Regions from separate parts of the Mus musculus genome. Here all the other regions are linked to region 1. A link is a contact called in public Hi-C, HiChIP or PLAC-seq and promoter capture Hi-C data. All regions are on one chromosome and are shown on one strand. Each heading gives the region's core, a stretch centred on a gene start, on an enhancer-like site or on the middle of the called end of the contact. The rest is flanking DNA. Distances are from core to core; before and after follow the strand shown. Region 1 holds the start of Zfp37 (zinc finger protein 37). Region 2 has its middle 86 kb from the start of Mup20. Region 3 has its middle 64 kb from the start of Mup20. Region 4 has its middle 31 kb from the start of Mup20. Region 5 holds the start of Fkbp15 (FK506 binding protein 15).

Region 1 (2,654 bases), core at 72-2,571:
ACACCCAGGGAAGTCACTGGCTAGCTTTTCTGTTGGCTTGAACCCATGTCTGAGCAGTCTTCTCTGGTGGATACCCCATTACCAGAGGCTCAAGAACTGGAGGTGAAACTAAGGGAGACAAGCAGACGGGGTGGGGGTGGGGGCGGGGGCGGGGGCGGCATGCAAAACAGGTTTGTTTGTTTTTAATTTGGGCTTTGGGCTTTAGCTCAGTACAGAGTAGTTAGTTGCCTAGTAAGCACAAGGCCCTAGGTTCTGTTTTCAGAAGGGGACTTCAGGAAAAACAGCAACAGCTTAAAATGTTAGTGCCTGTGAGAAGGCTCGGAGTGTAAATAGCAACCATTGTGGTAGGTAAGTCTGGAGAACGGAGTGAAGTCCCTGGATCCCCATAAAGAGAGAACTAACTCTTATATTTATACTCTGGCCCCCACAAATCAGTTCTGTTCTTTCTCCCGCTGTACATTGAATAAAGCTATAAAAACCCTTATTTTATTTTGCCCTTTTGAGACAAGTGCTTTGGATAGCTCACGCTAACCTCAAGTTCACTCTATATAACAAGGCTAGTCTTGAAAACACTGCCCCTGCTTCCTGCGTAATGGGATTGCAGGCAGTCTCCTCACTGGATCCATTTTCCAATAGGGGTGTTGAGTCAATCAATGAGAAACCACGCATTTGCAGTAATCTCACCATCTCTGCCCTACTGCGAATCCAAACTGAGGAGGGGGATGAAGGTTGTGTAGTCCTGTTCTTCATCCTGCACATGGATTGTACATATTTACATATCAAAAATTCTACATAAAAACTGTTGAGTAAACGCAATGAGCTTGTTAAGTAGTGCACTGAGAAGTCATTTTAACAGCTGTGCAGTTCTGAGGAAATGTCTTCACCAGTGCTGGGCTCTCACCAGGAGTGCCGTGTTCGCTGTCGGCCTCTTCCCTCCCCTCTCCATTATAACAGTAATCCAAAGAATTTTTGCTATGTCTTAGCGATAAATGTCTTCTCTCTGTAAGTCAACGTTACTAGTCTAGACCAGCTTTTCTGGTTTCTTTCTCTTTCTGGATTCCTCATCCTGCTTCCCGGGTTTCCCCGGCAACCGCAACTGGAAAACCCTTTGGAAAAGTAATTCCGAATTCTGTAACAGAACCCCCGAGGCGAGGCCTCCCCGCGCCTCCCGAATTTAGGTCTGGGGTGCGTGTCCCGCGCAGCAGCTCCTCTGAGCACTTCCTGCCTGGGACACGTCGCAGCTCCGGGAACCAGGACTCACGAATCGCCAGCCCTGCCGGCACAGTGATCCCAGAGGCGCCCGCGCCTCCGTTGTACGGCGGGGTCCATGCCAAGATGGCCGCGCCCACAAGCAATCTCCGCAGGTCTCCGCCATCGAAGCCCCCGGACCCTCTGAAGCGGTGCCCGGGGTGGCCGCCATATCGGCCTCTGACTCCATCGAGGACCTGACAAAGCCAGAGGCGCTGGATCGGAGGAGTGCGGACAAAGCCAGGCGTCCGGAGGAGATGGCTACATCCGAGCCTGCGGAAAGCGATGCGGTGAGGGCGGTAAGGGCTTGGGGTTGGTTTGGTTGTCGGTGATTGGAGGGTGACTGGAGTCCTAGTGGACGAGATTTGAGAATCTGTGGCGTTGTTGTTGAATAGTCTTTTGGGAAGGCCGGTGTTCTAAGGGACCAAGGTATTGGGGTATTATGGGCATATGGAGTATTAAGTGCCCGTGATATTGGGGGCATATGGAGTTGGGGATTGCTGTAACTTTCGGAAATCAGTATTTTGACGGATCTGTCTAGGTAAGTGATGCTTGGGAGCGGGGAGGCATCTGTAATAGTCACAGTGACTGAGTCTGGGTCTGGAAAGCTAGCAAGATCTGAAATGAGGGCTTTGTGATGTATTACAGACGGGAAGCCCTACAAGGATTAGAATTTGAACTGCTTGGGAGCTGGTGTTTTAGGTAACTGGGGATTACAGGCTGCACTGTGGGAGGGGCAGTATTGAGATTTGGAGAACTGGTTCATTTGGAATATGTGGGGATTAGAATTTGAGCCCTTGGGGTCAGTAATGGTGGCATTTCTGGAAGTCTAATAAGCAATGTCTTTAAGAGTCCTCGTTTTGTGTGCTATGACTGGCAGTGAGGGGGGAACCTGGAGGCTAATGAGCAGATGACAGTTGGTGGAATACAAGAAGTCTTATATTGAAGTGCCTATTTGGATGGCAGATTGTCATCTAGGGAGAAAGGGTATCAGTAGTCCTAACTGTCCCTTTAGTGATGGGGTTCTTGGTAGGAATTAATAATAATTATTATGATTCTGTGACTAGGACTCTGAGGCCAAGGCTTTGTGAGTTTTCAGGGTTTTATGATAGAAGGTTCTGTAAGGTCACTGGAGTTGAGTGGAGGTTAGTGACTGTTCTGTGAAGAATGGTAATTGGGAACTTCTATGTAGAGGAGGTTTAGGAAGGTTAGTGACTGAGGGATATTTGAGTGTCAATGGTTAGAAAATTGTAAAACAGAGTATAAGATGAACACCTATTTTATGCCAGAGAATTTTAAGTAGCAACATATAGGGCCAGTCTCTTTTTAAAAATAATTTATTTAATTTTATCGTATGTGCATTGGTGTGATGGTGTCGGATCCCTTGAAACTGGGGTTACAGACTG
Region 2 (2,654 bases), core at 43-2,542, 240 kb after region 1:
TATGGGAAAACCCAAAGACCTGTCCCTTTGTTTTGGTTGAGTTCCCTTGTATGTTTCAGCTAGATTGAATTGCAAAGTAGGCTCTTCAGCAGCTCAGTGGGCAGGCAGTTCTCAGTTCTCTGGCTGGAAGATATAAGTGTAGCAGAGACAGATGCCTGGCTCCAGTGTCACAGACTTGTTCAGCCAGCTTAAAACTGGGGACAGGAGATCACAATTCCTCCCTTTTTATTTATTAAAAATTAGCTGGACAGGGGCATAAAATTTACTTATGTTCCATGGCCATGTCTCTGAATTATGGTGGCTGGTGGCTTGCCTGCCTTTAGTCTGAATGTCTTGTCTCCTTCTGATTCATCCTGGAGGACACGTGCAGTTTGTTTGTGTTTATTTGCACAAGTAAGGCCCTTTAGTGTTTATAATGAACAAACATGGCCAAAGCACATGCCTCTGTCTTAGGTTGATAAGAGTCATAGCATCATCAGTGGCTGGTCTTTGGCTAATGGACCTCATAACACACCTTTTACCCATTCAGACCAAAGCCACAATATGCACTCAATGCATCTCTTCATAGTGATGAATAACTGCCATATATGAGCTTTGCTGAGGTGAAACTTTATCAAGTAACCGACTTGCTTAAAATACAAAGTCAAAAGTTAAAATGTACAGGATTAAAGTTGTCTGTGGGATGTCCCTGAAAGTATAACAACATAAAAACAGAATTCTAGGCCTTTAGGTCCAGGCTTGGGAATGTGGCCTTTGTAAAGGTATGCTAATCATAAAACAGATAGCAACATTCCTCTACCCACCCGCTTCCTGGGTTCAAAGAGTGCTCATTCAAAGAAAGTCACCCTGGCCATTACCAGAACCTGCAATGCAAATGTGCTATTGTTAGAGGCTCTTAGAAGCTGTCTTGAGAGTTAACAATTACCAGGTATTCCTTGTGACTCTTGTAACTTTACACTTCCTTGTGACTCTTAACTGGTATCTTTGGTATCTTCCAACAACGCCCTCCCCACTTCCTTGAGTTGTGGTCTCTTCCTTTAAATACCCCCTAATCCAGCTACTCGGGGCACCACGGTCCTCTACCCCGGCGTGGTGTATGACCGTGGGCCTGAGAGTGCTCTTGAATAAAAAAATCCTCTCGCAATTTGCAGCAAGACCCGTTTCTTGTGGGTGATTTTGGGGTGTCGCCTCTCCTGAGTCAGAACGTGGGGGAGTCCTCACGTTGTGGGTCTTTCATTCCAGGCACTCAATTCAGGTGCAAATTAGCAAAGATCAGTCTCAGGCTCTGGCCCCCTAGTGTGGGGAAGGTGGCTTTGAGAATCAACAGAAAAAAAAAAATGTTACTTCTCAAGTCAATAGTAGTAAGAGTAAGGTAAGTTGGATGATACAGATTTTTTAAGCTATCTTCCTAATTGGAATATCCAACATTGGATTTATTTCTAGACCAGTCAGTCCATCATTGAGTCAGAATAACTGGTCACATTAAAGGAAAGAGAAAAGTCGTTATAACTCCACATTTTGATTGATTTTTCTAAGTCAGTTTCTACCATCTCTATGATCTCTGACCCACAGGGTGTAAAGGCAGCCTTTGTAATCTGGAACATACTCAAGCAAAGGTTGGTCAAGAACATATACGTAATACAGCTTTCCTGTCACCATGGTCAGGGCTCTCAGCATGCTCACAGGTCAGCCTTAACCTTTGTGTCAGCATGTCACTTAAATCACTCTGACAGAAAGCATGATCCTGAAGCATCTGCAGAAAAAACACAAACATGCCCTCTTGCCCATTATTTAATATCTGATCAGGATCATGCCATATACCAACAAGTAGATCTTTCCATCTCACCTAGGTATGAGTATGCCAAACTGTAAGATGCTATAGACACTCAGCAAAGAGTTTCTTGGCATCCAAAATCTAAAAATTTTAAAATAAAAACTGTGATTTAAATAATGTGCACGGTGATATAATTCCCCCTTTGTTGTTTTTAAAGACGATATCGTTTTAAAGTTCAACAATGCCTTTTCCTTGATAATTATATAAAATCCAGGCAACAGGGGTAACATTAAATTGTTAACATCTCAAACACTTGACTGTAATAGCCAATTCCATTCTCTGTTTCAATCTGATTTGGAATACCAAGCATAAAAAAATTAATGTAGGTAATGACTAATTACATTTTAGTTGCTTCTCTTGTTAAAGCAATTGTAAACAGAAAACTTCAAAGGTGTCAAGAGTCACATGTACATATTTTATCTTTCTAATATCAGAAATATGAGTATTAGTTTGCAATAATTGATTAAGTATAAGTCCTCGAGACTTTAACACCATTCGGTGGAACAAATAGAAATCGAGGTCGCTGAGAACAAGTCTTTACAATTTGACATGCACATTCTCTAAAAATACCAAATTATTATCTCAAGCCATTACTATTTTGATGATGTAAAAAATGAGATTATATGGCCAATTGTTCTTGTTTAAGGCCTACAATTTTCCTGGAATACAGATCTGCTGTGCCATTGCATTAAGGATTCTGGTCCGGGCAGTCCAGGATGAATTCTTAAAGGTCCAAGGACAGTACTTTAATGGAAGAGTATTTTCTCTTAACTTGAGTTGTTTGTGCATAAACAGTTCGAAAATTTGAGATTTAGCAGTA
Region 3 (2,654 bases), core at 108-2,607, 220 kb after region 1:
AAGTGCTCTTAACCAGGAGTCATCGCTCCAGCCTCTCCCTCTCCCTTTTCATCCTGCTTTCCCTGTTCAACATTTAGTGACTGAATGCTAACTCTGTGACTGCCAAGGTGCTGACCTGTCTGAGCACTTATAGTGTGTACGCCTTGTTCTTGGCCTCAGACTACATGTTCCCCTGAGTCACATAACTTCGTATTGCAATGTTCCTAAACAGATACCTATTGTGGAGAGGACTCAAGACCTCTTAGGAAAAGACTATCTGTGCTCAATAGCAGATTGGAATGCCAGACATCAAGAGTCAGTATAGCTTGGAGTCCACCCCAACCTTGAAGGAAAGACTGCTTGGTTGTGAGGAGTGTGAATAGATAGCAGTCCTAGTTGTTAACTGCTTCAGTGGACGCTCCAGTCATTGAGCTGAGATGCTGGTCTCTTTGGGGTGTACTCCGCCCCATGAATGAACAAAACTGTGTCATAGAATTTCTGCCTAACACAAGATAACTTCCCTTTTCTTGATTCTGATGCCTCCTAGCTCCCTTCATCTTTCATGAGTTACTGGACAATAATCTCTTTGCCCCTTAAATCTGTCCCTATCTCTGGTTTCCAGGGGACCGTACTAGGTTTGGGGAGCTATGCAGGTGGATACTAGTAACTCCAATGATCCTCTGAAGTAGCTGCAATTAACCACAGGTTACTGGGTTCCTAAAAGGAATGCTGAGGATGGATTGGGAAGATGGCAAGGAAAATATTGAGCCAAGACAGAGTTCTATGATCAAGGCTCAATCTTTAATATATGGCACTAAATATATATTGGAAAACCCAAGGATCCATCCCTTTGTTTCAGCTGGGTTCTGTTGTTTGTTTCAGCTGGATTGAGTTGCAAAGTAGGCTCTTCAGCAGCTCAGTGGGCAGGCAGTTCTCTTTGAGTATGGGCTGCTTAAAATACAAAGTGAAAAGTTAAAAAGTTAAAAAGAAAAGTATTAAAGTCCTCAGTAGGGATGTCCCATACACTCAATTCAATTGCAAATTAGCAAAGATCAGTCCCAGGGCCTGGCCTCCTAGTGTGGGGGAGGTGGCTTTGAGAATCAACAGAAAAAACTGTTACTTCTCAGGTAAATAGTGGTAAGAACCAGGTAAGCTGGAAGATAAAGATTTTTCTTAGCTAACTTTTTAATTGGAATATCCAACATTAGATTTATTTCCAGACCAGTCAGTCCATCATTGGTTGCATTAAAGGAAAGAGAAGAGTCATTATAACTCCTCATTTGGATTAATTTTTCTAATCAGTTTCCACAGTCTTTATGTTCTCTGTCCCACAAGGTGTAAAACCTTGAAGCAAGCTAGCTTAGACTGTCTAATCTGGGACATAGGCAAGCAAAGGTGGGTCAAGAACATACACTCAACCTGTCACCATTGTTAGGGTACTTAGCAAGCTCACAGCTGAGCAGTATTCTTTTGTGTCCTCATGTTACACCAATCACTCTGGCAGCAAGCATGATCCTGAAGCATTCTGCAGAAAAAACACAAACATGAACTCTTGTCCATATTAAATACATGACCAGGATCAAGCCATATACCAATAACTAGATCTTTCCATCTCACCTAGGCATCAGTATGCCTAGTTATAGACACTCAGCAAAGAGTTCCTTGGCATCCAAATTTTAAAATTTTTTAAATAAAATGCATGATTTAAATAACATGCATTTTATTTTAATTCAGGTGACAGCAGATGCTGGCGAGGATGTGGAGAAAGGGGAACACTCCTCCATTGTTGGTGGGATTGCAAGCTTGTACAACCACTCTGGAAATCAGTCTGGCGGTTCCTCAGAAAATTGGACATAGTACTACCGGAAGATCCAGCAATACCTCTTCTGGGCATATATCCAGAAGATGCCCCAACCGATAAGAAGGACACATGCTCCACTATGTTCATAGTAGCCTTATTTATAATAGCCAGAAGCTGGAAAGAACCCAGATGCCCCTCAACAGAGGAATGGATACAGAAAATGTGGTACATTTACACAATGGAGTACTACTCAGCTATTAAAAAGAATGAATTTATGAAATTCCTAGGCAAATGGATGGACCTGGAGGGCATCATCCTGAGTGAGGTAACCCAATCACAAAGGAACTCGCACAATATGTGCTCACTGATAAGTGGATATTAGCCCAGAAACTTAGGATACCCAAGATATAAGATATAATTTGCTTAAAACATTAAACTCAAGAGAACGAAGACCAAAGTGTGGACACTTTGCCCCTTCTTAGAATAGGAAACAAAACACCCATGGAAGGAGTTACAGAGACAAAATCTGGAAGTGTGACGAAAGGATGGACCATCTAGTGATTGCCATATCCAGAGATCCATCCCATGATCAGCTTCCAAACGTTGACACCATTGTATACAATAGCAAGATTTTGCTGAAAGGACCCAGATATAGCTGTCTCTTGTGAGACTATGCCAGGGCCTAGCAAACACAGAAGTGGATGCTCACAGTCAGCTATTGAATGGACCACAGGGACCCCAATAGAGGAACTAGAGAAAGCACCCAAGGAACTAAAGGGAACTGCAACCCTATAGGTGGAACAACAATATGAACTGAGCAGTACCCCGGAGCTCTTGACTAGCTGCATATGTATCAAAAGATGGCCTAGTCGGC
Region 4 (2,654 bases), core at 57-2,556, 190 kb after region 1:
TTCAAAAGGAAAGATGTGATTGGATAGGAAGGATGGCAAGAGAAATAATGAGCAAAGACAAAGTTCTCTGATCAAGTATCAGTCTTTATTGTATGGCACTGAATACATATGGGAAAAACCACGGACCCATCCCTTTGTTTTGGCTGAGTTCTTTTGTTTGTTTAAGCTGGAATGAGCTGCAAAATAGGCTCTTCAGCAGCTCAGTGGTCTAATAGTTCTCAGTTCTCTGGCAGGAAGATGTAAATGTAGCAGAACCAGATGCCTGGCTCCAGTGTCATAGACTTGTTTATCCAGCTTAAAACTGGGGGCAGGGAGTGACAGTTCCTCCCTTTTTATTTATTAAAAATTACCTTGACTTGGGCATAAAATTTATTAATGTTTCATGTCCCTGTCTGGGAATTATGGTGGCTTGTGGCTGTGCCTGCTTACGTCTGAATGCCTATACTTCTTCTGACCCATCCTGGAGAACAAGTGCAGTTTGTTTGTGTTTAATTGCACAAGCATGGTCTTTTAGTGTTTATAACATACAAACATGGCCTTTTGTCACATGCCTCTGTCTTAGGTTGATAAGAGTCATAGAATCATCAGTGGCCCGTATTTGGCTACTGGAACGCATAACACACCTTTCTCCCATTCAGCCCAAAGCCACAATATGCGCTCAATGCATGTCTTCATAGTGATGAATAACTGCCATATCTGAGCTTTGCTAAAGGTGAAACTGTTTAGAAGTAACCAACCTGCTTAAAATACAAAGTGAAAAGTTAAAAAGAAAAGCATTAAAGTCCTCTGTGGGGATGTCCCATACACTCAATTCAATTGCAAATTAGCAAAGATCAGTCCCAGGGCCTGGCCTTCTAGTGTGGGGGAGGTGGCTTTGAGAATCAACAGAAAAAACTGTTACTTCTCAGGTCAATAGTGGTAAGAGTTAGATAAGCTGGCTGATAAAGATTTTTTAGCTGTCTTCGTAATTGGAATATCCAACATTGGATTTATTTCTAGATCAGTCAGTCCATCATTGAGTCAGAATAACTGGTCACATTAAAGGAAAGAGAAGAGTAATTATAACTCCTCATTTTGATTAATTTTTCTAAGTCAGTTTCGACAGTATCTATGTTCTCTGTCCCACAAGGTATCAAAGCTTGAAGAAAGGCAGCTTAGCATCTCATATCTGGGACATAGGCAAGCAATGGTAGGTCAAGAACATACACTCAATACAGCTTTCCTGTCACCACTGTCAGGGCACTCAGCAAGCTCACAGCTCAGCATTATTCTTTTGTGTCGTCATATCACACCAATCACTCTGGCAGCAAGCATGACCCTGAAACACTCTGCAGAAAAAACACAAACATGCCCTCTTGCCCATCTAAATACCTGATCAGGATCATGCCATATACCAATAAGTAGATCTTTCCATCTCACCTAGGCATGAGTATTCCTAGCTGTAGGATGCTATTGACACGCAGCAAAGAGTTCCTTGGCATCCAAAATTTTAAATTTTAAAAATAAAATGCATGATTTAAATAATGTGCACCAGGATATAATCCTGCTTTTTTGTTTTTTAAGAAGATATTGTTTTAAAGTCCAACAATGCCTTGTCCTTGAGAATTATATAAAATCCCAGTAACAAGGGTAACATTAAATTTTTAACAAAACATCTCAAATGGTTGACTGTAATAGCCCGTCCCATTTTCTGTTTGATCTGATTTGGAACACAAAGCATAAAAAAAGTTAATGTAGGCAATTTCTAATTACAGTTTTAGTTCCTTTTCTTGTTAAAGCAATTACAACTAGAAAGCCTGAAAATGTGTCAATAGTCACATATACATATTTTATGTTTCTAAGATCAGAAATATGAGTGTCCCTTTGCAATAATTGATTAAGTACAAGTCCTCGAGATTTTAACACCATTCATTGGAACAGATAGAAATTGAGGTCTCTGAGAACAAGTCTTTATAATTTGACATGAACATTCTCTAAAAAAAACCAAATTATTATCTCAAGCCATTACTATTTTGATGATGTAAAAAATGAGATTATATGACCAATTGTTCTTGTTTAAGGCCTATAATTTTCCTAAGATACAAATCTGCTGTGCCATTGCCTTAAGGGGTCTTGTCCGGGCAGTACAGGATGAGTTCTTAAAGGTCCAGGGACACTCCTTTAAAGGAACAGTATTTTCTCTTAACTTGAGTTGTATGTGCATAAACAGTTGCAAAATTTGAGAAGTAGCAGTATCTAAGAAAGGAACAATTTCAGCAACTGTGAGCCAATGTGTGTGTGTGTGTGTATATATATATATATATATATATATATATATATATATATATATATATGCTATCCGTATAAAAATTAAAAGTTGGTTTTTCTTTTTCAACATTTCAAAACACTGGCTACAGCACAGAATTTAATTATCTGTGCTGAAGTAGGAAGAAACTCAAAAGAATATACATGTGATCCAATCACATATACTTCTCTCCTATAGAAGAGCTGTTTATAAATACAGTAGATGTACTCTTTATAGGATGCAAACATCAATTTTCAAGAAATAAAAAGCATGCATAGAAGCAAATTTTAACTTATCTTTGTATAATGATTATAAACTTACCTAAAAGTTTACTATGCAATAGGCCAAATATCAATATTCCTCAAAAACC
Region 5 (2,654 bases), core at 56-2,555, 150 kb before region 1:
CAAAGCTAAGTTATATTATTCAATCTAATAAAAAATTAATGAGAATCCACTGTGGGCAAGAAGACTTACAAGTTAGTAGTTCAAAAACTGTAATAAAAAGCCCCACAGGGGAAGTGCCAAGAGGTACAAAGTTCTCTGGGAGAGAGCTTCCAATCTCTTTAGTATCATCAGAAGAGACTAAAACATTCCGGAAAGGGACACTTACAGGATCAACCTGACTGGGAAGAAAACCAGAAAGAACTCCAATGAGAACTGTGGAAATGGACACTGGGACACACTATCTGCTTAGCCACAGCGTGGCTAAGCAAGATCGTTCAAAAAAAAAAAAAAAAAAACCCAAAAACAAAAACAAAACAGGCTAACCAAAGAAATATAGAAGAAAGACATGCAACAGAGTGGGCGAAAACTGGAGGCAGAAAAGTCAGCGACAACCAATGTTGACTTAAAACCTTGGCAACAAAACTCAGCTCAGCAAAACTGGATTGAGGACTTTCTACCTTCAAAGTCTCGTCCATCATCCACCCTCCCGAATATCCCAGCTCTTCTGGACCTCTCTTATCTGGACTTTAGAAACAGGGTCCTTTCCCAAGTCCTATGCCACACAGTCTAGTTAAGGGCCAGGCTTCCTCACTCATCAGCTCTCTAAACCCTGATACAAAGGACCAGGTCTGCTCTTCACTCTGTGTGACCTCGGACTAGTCACCCAAGTGGCTAGTTCTTCTGTCTTCTTGCCTGCAGATCAGTTTATTACGAAGAGACCCGGATCAGACTCGATGATTTCAGAGATTTAAAACCTTGAAAAAGCGCATATGGAGACACTGGACACGCGGTCCTTTGCGTAGATGGGGAAACTGAGGCACCGAGCACCCTGCCCTAAGGTCATAACAGCAATGTCGCTGTAAGATCCCTGCCACTGTTCGGCTCAGATCCCATGACTTCTAGTCCGGGGCTCTTTCTCCTTCCGCCCAGCTTAAGGGAGCTGCGGGGGGTCCAGGGTTCGGGAGGGAAAAGGACAGCGAACACGCCGGGTTTGGGAAAAGGAGGGGAGTGACCTTACCTTCACAGGGTAAGCCCCGCCGCCTTAGTCTTCCTCTCAGAACTGGATCCCCTAGTCCGGTACGGACTTCTACCAAGCCCCCGCCACTACTGCCCGGCTCGACGTGTCCCACGACCGCAGTAAAGGCCGCGGATTCCCGCCCTGGACCCGCCCCCTGGGTGATCCCACCAATCACCGCTCAGAACCTAGGAACTCCACCTCCTCGGAGGGCTGGTGAGGCCTTGCGTCACTGGGAGCTCACCTCCTCATTTGCCTTTGCTCCACCTCCTCCACCGCTGGGTCTCCTCTGGGCCTCACTACCCTGAGAGAGTTTGTCCTGCCGGAAAGCAGCTCGCCGCCACGGCGTTTTACGTTACCGGCGGTGACAGGCCCTGGGAACATCCAACTTCCTCCTCCCTTCAGCTGGGCGAAAGCCGACGTGATGTTCGGTGCCGGAGACGAGGATGACACCGACTTCCTCTCGCCAAGCGGCGGGTGAGTGATTGAGGAACGGGACCCGAGCGCTGGGCTGAGAGACTGGCGCGGTGGCTGCAGGGGTCGGGCTCTTCTCAGGCCGCTTCCCAACTTCCGGGTCTAGACAGACCCTCGGCGCGTTCCACCGCTCAGCCTTCGCATTCTGAGTAGCGGTGTCACCTCGGCCCGTCTGGGTTCAGGAACTGGAACCTCCCTTGACACCCTTTTGCTTTGTGAATCACACTTTCTCCAGTGAAATGGAGAGGATTGCTGGGGAGACTGCTTGCCTCGGAGTTTATATAGGAGTCAGCTCCTATAATAAATATACGAGCTGTAAACTCAAGAGACTTTCTCTTCCCCGAGAACAGGATGGTGACACTTTGAACCAGGACCTGGTGGGCCATCTCTGGCATCCTTCAAAGCCTACTTCAGAGGTTACCTTTTTGGTGATTCTTTGCTTTCACAGTCCCGGGAGGAATAGTCTGCTTCATCTTCCATATTTCCACAAGCCTTAGCACATGGAACCTACTGAAATCTAAGCCCTGACTGAACTGCTTATGGTTGCTCATTTCTGTCTAGGTCTCAGAACAGTAACTCCTGGTGCACATTGATTGCTCACGAAGTGCCTGCGAAATTATGCTTTTTAAGCCCTAAGGTGTAACGCCAATGGGAAAGACTATTCGTTTTCTTCTGCTTTCAAACATCATATATGCCATCTTGGGAGAGAAGTCTTTAACGGCAGGCTAGATCCACCCCACCCCCCCCCTTTAATAATTAGCTCAGTGTTTTCCCTTGCGTTGTCCTAGTGGACCTCATGTCTCCCTTCAGACTTGTTAACTGCAAAGCTCACATCTTTGCACAGCCCTTCTTTGAACGCCTGCTTTACAAGTTTTGTGCATAGTGATGAACCTACTTAAGAATGACTGACACATCATCCTACCAATAATGATTAGTCTCCTAGAATACTGGGCAGTCAATACAGGAGTGACCATAAGATGACTGGCTTTCTTTTGATTGTGTGTGTGTGTGTGAGAGAGAGATGTATGCATGTATGCATGTTGTGAACATCTTTGTTGAGGACAGAGGTTCAGTATCAGGGGTCCTTCTCTGTACACTTCCACTTTAGTTTTTGAGACAAGTTTTC

What was found. Promoter capture Hi-C pulls out the DNA fragments that hold promoters and counts their contacts. A called contact is a pair of places that touch in the nucleus more often than the background predicts. HiChIP or PLAC-seq counts read pairs in DNA pulled down with a chosen protein or histone mark.
Region 2: a contact with region 1 is called in a promoter capture Hi-C map of embryonic stem cells, with 2.8 times the contacts expected there. The contact joins the enhancer-like site here to the promoter of Zfp37 in region 1. A contact is called at or near these places in 3 of 39 promoter capture datasets (embryonic stem cells, liver and stem cell-derived epiblast-like cells), 1 of 115 datasets of contacts at active chromatin or transcription factors (epiblast stem cells) and 1 of 9 other capture datasets (embryonic stem cells).
Region 3: a contact with region 1 is called in an H3K27ac HiChIP or PLAC-seq map of embryonic stem cells, with 2.8 times the contacts expected there. The contact joins the enhancer-like site here to the promoter of Zfp37 in region 1. A contact is called at or near these places in 1 of 39 promoter capture datasets (liver) and 2 of 115 datasets of contacts at active chromatin or transcription factors (bone marrow-derived macrophages and embryonic stem cells).
Region 4: a promoter capture Hi-C map of liver shows a contact between it and region 1, with 2.9 times the contacts expected there. The contact joins the enhancer-like site here to the promoter of Zfp37 in region 1. A contact is called at or near these places in 2 of 39 promoter capture datasets (cranial neural crest and liver), 1 of 484 Hi-C or Micro-C datasets (embryonic stem cells), 3 of 115 datasets of contacts at active chromatin or transcription factors (bone marrow-derived macrophages, embryonic stem cells and epiblast stem cells) and 1 of 9 other capture datasets (adipose tissue).
Region 5: a contact with region 1 is called in a Hi-C map of embryonic fibroblasts, with 5 times the contacts expected there. The contact joins the promoter of Fkbp15 here to the promoter of Zfp37 in region 1. A contact is called at or near these places in 2 of 39 promoter capture datasets (cranial neural crest and maxillary cranial neural crest), 7 of 484 Hi-C or Micro-C datasets (cerebral cortex, cortical neurons, embryonic fibroblasts and 3 more), 2 of 115 datasets of contacts at active chromatin or transcription factors (both in embryonic stem cells) and 2 of 9 other capture datasets (adipose tissue and pancreatic islet).

Annotation. Positions count from the first base shown.
Region 1 is chr4:62,207,213-62,209,866 of GRCm38.p6, reverse strand. It overlaps Zfp37 (zinc finger protein 37), which reads left to right and starts at 1,321. Exons shown (of 4, transcript NM_001290351.1): 1 at 1,321-1,538. The coding sequence starts at 1,506. It overlaps Gm30451 (a long non-coding RNA gene), which reads right to left and starts at 943. Exons shown (of 2, transcript XR_390634.1): 1 at 902-943; 2 at 465-751.
Region 2 is chr4:61,966,514-61,969,167 of GRCm38.p6, reverse strand. No RefSeq gene overlaps it. Among named protein-coding and RNA genes, the nearest start is that of Mup20, 86 kb to the left of the region's middle. Within about 2 kb of position 1,292, at least 6 of the 459 cell types and tissues checked have an H3K27ac peak or open chromatin away from gene starts, as enhancers often do. A contact at or near this core is called in embryonic stem cells, where this site is marked.
Region 3 is chr4:61,988,419-61,991,072 of GRCm38.p6, reverse strand. No RefSeq gene overlaps it. Among named protein-coding and RNA genes, the nearest start is that of Mup20, 64 kb to the left of the region's middle. Within about 2 kb of position 1,357, at least 2 of the 459 cell types and tissues checked have an H3K27ac peak or open chromatin away from gene starts, as enhancers often do. A contact at or near this core is called in embryonic stem cells, where this site is marked.
Region 4 is chr4:62,021,968-62,024,621 of GRCm38.p6, reverse strand. It overlaps a transcript of Mup20 not described here. Among named protein-coding and RNA genes, the nearest start is that of Mup20, 31 kb to the left of the region's middle. Within about 2 kb of position 1,306, at least 8 of the 459 cell types and tissues checked have an H3K27ac peak or open chromatin away from gene starts, as enhancers often do. A contact at or near this core is called in embryonic stem cells and liver, where this site is marked.
Region 5 is chr4:62,359,247-62,361,900 of GRCm38.p6, reverse strand. It overlaps Fkbp15 (FK506 binding protein 15), which reads left to right and starts at 1,305. Exons shown (of 28, transcript NM_001045528.2): 1 at 1,305-1,531. The coding sequence starts at 1,479. It overlaps Slc31a1 (solute carrier family 31, member 1), which reads right to left and starts at 1,200. Exons shown (of 5, transcript NM_175090.4): 1 at 1,058-1,200.